Regions from separate parts of the Bombyx mori genome. Here region 2 is linked to region 1. A link is a contact called in public Hi-C data. All regions are on one chromosome and are shown on one strand. Each heading gives the region's core, a stretch centred on a gene start, on an enhancer-like site or on the middle of the called end of the contact. The rest is flanking DNA. Distances are from core to core; before and after follow the strand shown.

What was found. Hi-C and Micro-C count contacts between places; a contact is called where the count stands out from the background.
Region 2: a Hi-C map of posterior silk gland shows a contact between it and region 1, with 1.8 times the contacts expected there. The contact joins the enhancer-like site here to the promoter of LOC101738600 in region 1. A contact is called at or near these places in 2 of 7 Hi-C or Micro-C datasets (middle silk gland and posterior silk gland).

The regions. Positions count from the first base shown.
Region 1 is chr14:12,343,762-12,347,120 of ASM3026992v2, forward strand. LOC101738600 reads right to left here and starts at 1,779. Exons shown (of 5, transcript XM_021346396.3): 1 at 1,507-1,779; 2 at 816-885; 3 at 15-136. The coding sequence starts at 1,543.
Region 2 is chr14:12,609,994-12,613,579 of ASM3026992v2, forward strand. LOC101744498 (neurobeachin) reads right to left here. Exons shown (of 53, transcript XM_062672222.1): 39 at 2,868-2,985; 40 at 2,063-2,165. LOC101744355 (facilitated trehalose transporter Tret1-2 homolog) reads left to right here. Exons shown (of 5, transcript XM_021346404.3): 5 at 1-1,519. The coding sequence ends at 752. Among protein-coding and RNA genes, the nearest start is that of LOC110384805, 36 kb to the right of the region's middle. Within about 2 kb of position 1,923, at least 8 of the 8 cell types and tissues checked have open chromatin away from gene starts, as enhancers often do.

The sequences.
Region 1 (3,359 bases), core at 529-3,028:
TTGAAATCAGTTACCTGGCGACAAGTGCGCGCAGTAATCATTGTAATAAGTGGATTGTCCGCGAAGGCTCTTCATTGTTGTCTTTATGAAATTCTCGATTTCCTCATCCGTCCATTCTCTCTTTAAAATGACGAAACTATTAAGAGAATATATATAAACTTTGCTTATACTCATGAGAAAACTATACCTAAAGATCTTGTAATTATCCGCCAATCAAATTATAAATCTGACGGATTTATTTTTTGTGTAGAACAAGAACAGTCTTTATTACTCCTCGTTAATTACTCAGCAGAACATAAGTAAGTTACACGTTGTACTTCTTTTTTTTATTGCCCTAATAGGCAGACGAGCATACAGCCCACCTGATGGTGAGTGGTTACCGTCGCTCACGGACATCAGCAATGCCAGTGGCAGAGCCAAGCCGCTACCTACCGTTATACGGTCCATCTGATGGTGAGTGGCTACCTTAGTTTTCCGAGCCCTTTTATCTCTGGTGCCCAATTTTTGCAAGTGCCCTGCGCCTCCAGATTCATAGGAAGTGCGGAGGTCCTCTCAAATCACAAATGGATCCTTTTTTTTTATAGCAATTTCAAAGTCTAACTATCTACCTGGTATTAAAAGGCCACCGGAGACCATAGACATCAGCACAACGTGAATATCACCAACGTTAGGATTGATGCTTTTTGAAACGGTACTGCGACGCGACGCGCCTTCATAGAGTACACATTTCAAAAATTAATCCGCAGTTATATTACAAACTTTTTAAAGTTTAATTTTTAAATCAAAATGATAAAGTAATCATAAAGTAGTCTTACATCCTGAGTGCCGCCCCTCGGGTCCATCCAATTCCCTTCCAATTTCGCCCATCTCTCCTCCGGGCGACATCTTAGCATGAAGAAATATATTTCAACATTACGATATTAACTTTGATAGGCAAACCAGCTGGCGGTCACTACAGAAAACACATCGTGAATGCGAACCTTGACTATTTGGCGGGAACGCGAGATGCGAAGTTGTACGAATTGTTTTTTTTTCTGATAATTTATTGTTTCTTCAGGCTTAAAAGTGTAATAACAGTGATTTATTAATATTTTGTAAAATCTATGAAGGTATATGTAATTCAATTCAAGTTTCAAAATTCAAATTTCAAACACAGCTCAAATGGTAGTAAAGAGCCAATGCGAATGTCGGCGACCTTGAAACATGAGGTCCCAAACTCAATTATTTTTATTTTTTTTAATCCTACCTAAGCTGGTAGCCTTGAGAGGCTATTCCAGCGTAACCGTAACTAGTAGGTGAGCTCACGGGGCTCAAACCTGACGACGTTGCTAACACGAACCCTAGCAAGAGCCGTGCTTCGCAGAATCTACCACCGGATCGGAAACGCGACCCACTGAGAAGATCCGGCGAGAAACTCAGTGGGCTGTGTCTGAGAGTTTAATTATTACGTATAACGGCTGAGCTACCGAAACGGAAAATTAATAATAATAACACATAGATACTTACATTTTCGTTTTCTTAATCGGGTGCTGACGATATTCATCGAAATATTCTGTTAAGAACGACATCTTTCACATCAAATTTAACATCCCTAAGATATTCAATTAAAACTGTAATCACGTGTATCAAACAATGTACCTACTTATAAATAAACATTAAAATGACATCAAAACCAATCAGAAATCACATTTGACAATTTGACAATCTTTTTTTACGCATTTTGGCAGTTGTTTGCGGTTCCTAATCGACTGAATCCTCGTCGCTAACTTTTTTCATAATAAGGACTGAGTTACTGCGGTTTCGCATGTCAACTACAAGGTTTTTTTTCATGGTCTTGTAAACATTTTATGTTGCTAACGGTTGACAAATAATTTGGAGGATATTTACATATTTAATTTGTAGTTCATTGCCCTGCGGTGTCACCAGTATTTTCATCTCCAATGAAGATTCCAAGTGGACAGTCTAATATCCTTAGGTGCTTAAATAATTCTCGCAATTATTCGTATCCATCCCGGTATTCGCTGGTTAAATTCTATTTAAGATTCGAAACTCTGTATTGCACTTTTCAAATTTGAAAAATTTACGTATTTACCACTGAACTATTGCTACGGTAGATACGACTACAATAAATTAGAATCTAATTTTATCGAAGATTATTAATCGTTATACGTCAACCAACGGTTGGCAACCCCCGGCCATCCATTCGCGACCTCTGCACCGTCGTATACATTTAATATCCACCGCAGAGCGTGACCGGAGCCAGTAAATCATCAGATAGCCGTATTTTTAGAGCTTTGTCGTAAAATCGTATCTGGTATTCAGAAGGTCATGTTCAGTTTTAAACGAATGCTACAGTTTTGTTTTGTATATATGTATACCTAAGAGAATATTGTTTACGTTTCTAATTTTCAGTCCGGAGCATCGCATGTTAAATTGTAAATCAAGACGTGTCGGTGATTTTCACGTTCTTTTTCTAACAACTTATAGTATTATTTAATTTATTATTATTAATAGTATAATAATAGTATGTTTTACTGGTGGTAGGACCTCTTATGAGTCCGTCCGGGTTAGGTACCACCATCCTGCCTATTTCTGCCGTGAAGCAGTAATGCGTTTCGGTTTGAAGGGTGGGAGAACCGCTGTAACTATACCGGAGACCTTAGAGCTTATATCTCAAGGTGAGTGGAGCATTTACGTTGTAGATGTCTGTGGGTTCCAGTAACCACTTAACACCACGTGGGCTGTGAGCTCGTCCACCGCTCTAAGCAATAAAAAAAAAGCTTGGCTTATTTATTTTGATTAAGCAGGAAACTGACTAAGATTCTTTTATCGTAGAAAAGACAAGTACAACGTTCAGCTTAGATCCGTGGTTACAGAAATTCATGTCGATTACAAGGACTATTCCACTGCTTGTGTAATTAAATGACGTTTTTTTATCTTATCCCTCTTCGCACCATCACTAATTCAAATTAGATGCCGTCTCTAAAATTTGGCCAAAAATACGTTATAAATGTAAAATACCTACATAAAAAAGACTGCCTGAAAGTCTGAGTTGTCTTACATATTGTAAAATCACTAGTCCGATACAAGGCAGCAATTGTCGACAAAAACTAAATAACGAAGTGATATACAGGCCTTGCAGATTGGGATATGTTAGCAACAAATTTGCAGAAATGTAGTAGGTATGTGTTGCGATGATTCTATCATTCCCTGTTTATTTATTTATTTATTTATTTTTATTTATTTATTTATTTATTACAAAAACATACAATTTTAATCATAATAACAAATATTGAAACGATGTTATCTGCTGTAGTCATAGACTGTGTTGCAGATAACAACGCCAACTTTCCCAGTTT
Region 2 (3,586 bases), core at 673-3,172, 270 kb after region 1:
TTTTCTTCATCTTCCAAGAAATGTCAGGGATTTACATCATATTGTATTACGCTGTGGATTTCTTCAAGTCTGTAGGTACTAGCGTCAACGAGTTCACGGCTTCCATCATAGTGGGAGGTGTGAGAGTCTTCATGGGAGCAGTCGGCGCTTGTCTTATTAACAGCTTCAGAAGGAAGACCCTGGCAGCAGTATCAGGACTGCTGCTGGGCATCGCCATGCTGGGGGCCGCGGTGTGCGACAGTCTCAATGGACCTCCGCTAGTGAAGCTCGGCTGTGTGCTATTACACGTTTCCTTCAGCATGGTCGGCTTCCTCCAACTGCCCTGGATCATGTCCGGAGAACTGTACCCTCAGGATATCAGAGGAGTCATGTCCGGGGCGACTTCGTGCTGCGCTTACGTCCTCATTTTCTTCAACATAAAAACGTATCCTAAATTGGAGAACTTACTCACGAGCAACGGGACTTTGTATTTGTTCGGGTTCTGTGCAATGATAGGAGCGGCATACTGCTTCCTGTTTCTGCCGGAGACTAAAGGGAAGACTCTCACGGAAATCATGAGGCAGTTCGACGATGATAACAAAAATGAGAAAGATCTTGAAGCCGGCTACAAGAGCGATAAGGGATGCAGTATCGAGGGCAGGCCAGTGCAGAGGAGACACAGCGCTGGAGCCGCTGTTTCTTTAGAAAAGAGCGAAGACTTTAAGCTTTGGAAGCCAGAAGAGTCGAATAAAACGGACACTCATTGTGATTGAGCTCTTTGCATTTATGGTCTCCTGGTATTTGGACTTCGGTGATAACTTAACGTTACGAGTTATATTTGAATTTTTATTACTTTTTCGAAATTATGGCGGACATTCATTGTGATTGAGCTCTTTGCATTTATGGTCTCCTGGTACTCGGACTTCGGTGACAATTTAACGTTACGAAGTTATATTTTGAAATTATTTTAACTTCTTCGAAATTATGGTCTCCTGATAATTTGAGATTTTATTGCAGCGAATTAGATGTTTTTTATTAGTTTAATTAATAAGTTACCAATGAATTTAAAACATTAATTATGTGTACTAGTTGTTGTTATATTTATTAAGTAGTTTTTTTTTGTGTAATTTTAATTATTAATCGTGAATTTTGTGATCAGTATTATTATAGGTTCAAATATTTTTAATTGTAGATTTAAACGAGAAAGTTTAAACATTCCTATTCAAAGTTTTAGTTAATAAGGAGGTGATGATTTAATTTAATTATTTTTAGGTACAAAATAAAGTTGCTTGTGTACTTTTTAGATGTTTACATTTTAGGGATTTGATTGTTTTCGTGTAATGTTTAATTATTTAATAGGGTTCGGAAAAGCAGCGTGCAATTCAAATGTGATTTATATACTGTATGTTACCATAACGTATGTGTAAATATTATATTAGGTATAATGAAACAATAATAGTTAATATATTTAAGGCTCTATTAATTATTGTGTATGGTGATTCAACTGTGATGACTGAAATAAATTTAGTGTTTCTTTAAATTGTTACTTTTATTTAACTCTCCAGTTCTGTTCCTAGTTTTGTAGAAAATTACTTAAAATCAAAACAGAAATACAAAAATTCAAAATGAAAAATCGAATTTTGGTTAGCGCACCATTTGGCGACGGCTGATCCGATAATTTCATATTTTAGGAAAACAAAAACTGAAATATTCGCGTGACGACCAAAAGAAAATCATACAAACTTGTATATGACAATGATTGTTGGCTCAGTTTATGTACTGATAAAATTCTGATTATAGCAGCGCGAGTTCAGATTGTAATTAGTAACGCCATCTATCGACAGTTTCTATTAATTAAGCCCATTGGTTTATTTGGAGACATATCACATTATTTTTACTAGATGGCAGCACATCGACGTTGGTATTAAATCGTAGGCTTTTGGAATATTTTCAATAGATGGCGCTCGTTTCAAGTTTCATTTTCGTAAAGTAACATTAAAACTAGATGAACAATTATCTGCTTATCAAAGCATCCTAGGTAGGTAATCTATAATGTTGGATTTATATATATAGGGGCACTTACCTGGTCTGCGGGATGCCATACTTGATGCCGACACCAACTCGGGGTAGCGCTTTGATTACTTTCTTGACTGTCGCTTGGTCGGGAAATGCGAAGAATATTGAAGCTGAAAAATAAAATTTTCTTTGTTTAAGATTTTGTTTGTTTAAATCATTTTTTGACTATGATGTATTTCAAAGCCCACTTCAGCGCGGGCGACTTGGGCAGGAATTTTCAAGATATTCGGAAGCTTTTCACAAATAGTGGCACTTGTTCAACTGAGCGGATATGAATCCAATTTTGGACACCCGCGGCGCCGCTCAAACTTTTTTTTTTTGGATTGAAGGGTTATTGGTGGACCGGAGGCCTTTCCAGTTTCACCACGACAGGTGGGCGAGCAAAGGCTCAGCCAGGAGGGGTGGTATTTGCTAACAACTGCCCGAGCGCCTCCGAAGGAGACCTAACAACTCAAGAGCAGCTGCTTCGCGAATGAATCTACTACCGGAATGGAATTGCGACCCGCTGAGAAGATCCGGCGAGAAACTCAGCGGGCTGATGCATGGGTTAGGTTGCACGTCGAACTCTTTGTCGAGTTCGACGAGTACGGTTACCGGGGTCCCTAAGCCTGCTCCTGCTAGTGCTAGAGCTGAAGACGTCTAATGCAAAGATTATTGGATCTGATGGACAACCAAACTAATAAGAACTTTCATACGAACTTGTTCAACTAACTAATCTTGATACTATGTCACTTAGATAAGTTCGCCTCAGAAAACCAAAATTTCTTAAGACGCAAGGCAGATTTTAACAGATTAGAGATATTTTTACTCACTTCTGCTGGCGAGGAACAGCTCGACGGCGACATTCTGGAGAAGGTAGCGTCTCGAGAAAATAGCTCGTATCTCGCTGAAGTACCATTTCCCGTGTAGATGCTCACAATATTTCAGTACCTGAAGCGAAGGACAAAAAAAATTTAATTTTTATTATTTTATTATTATTGCTTAGATGGATGGACGAGCTCACAGGCCACCTGGTGTTAAGTGGTTACTGGGACCCATAGACATCTACGACGTAAACGCGTCACCCACCTTGAGATATAAGTTCTAAGGCACAGATAAACCCCATCTGTGTTATCTGTGTTCTAAGGTCTCAGTGTAGTCACAACGGCTGCCCCACCCTTCAAACCGAAACGCATTGCTGCTTTATGGCAGAAATAGGCAGCGTGGTGGTGGTACCTACCCGTGCGGACTCACTAGAGGTCCTACCACCAGGCAACAAAAGGGAGATCTTACACGGAGCGTTAGAGCTATTATTACTCGGCTGGGTATCAATTTTAATATTTTAGTTTAGAACTTGTCGTCAGATTGATGCTATAATTCTTATATGATAATTGAGGCCGTCAGTGCAAAAGTGGTCTAATCTGATCATAGTTATTATGGAGCAATGGAGGTTTAAGTTTTCATGAATCAGAATTTGAGTAGGAAAAAAAACAAACAATACACGCAAAAATAATGTTTACAAAGCCATCTGTTATGTATGGGTGAAACTATG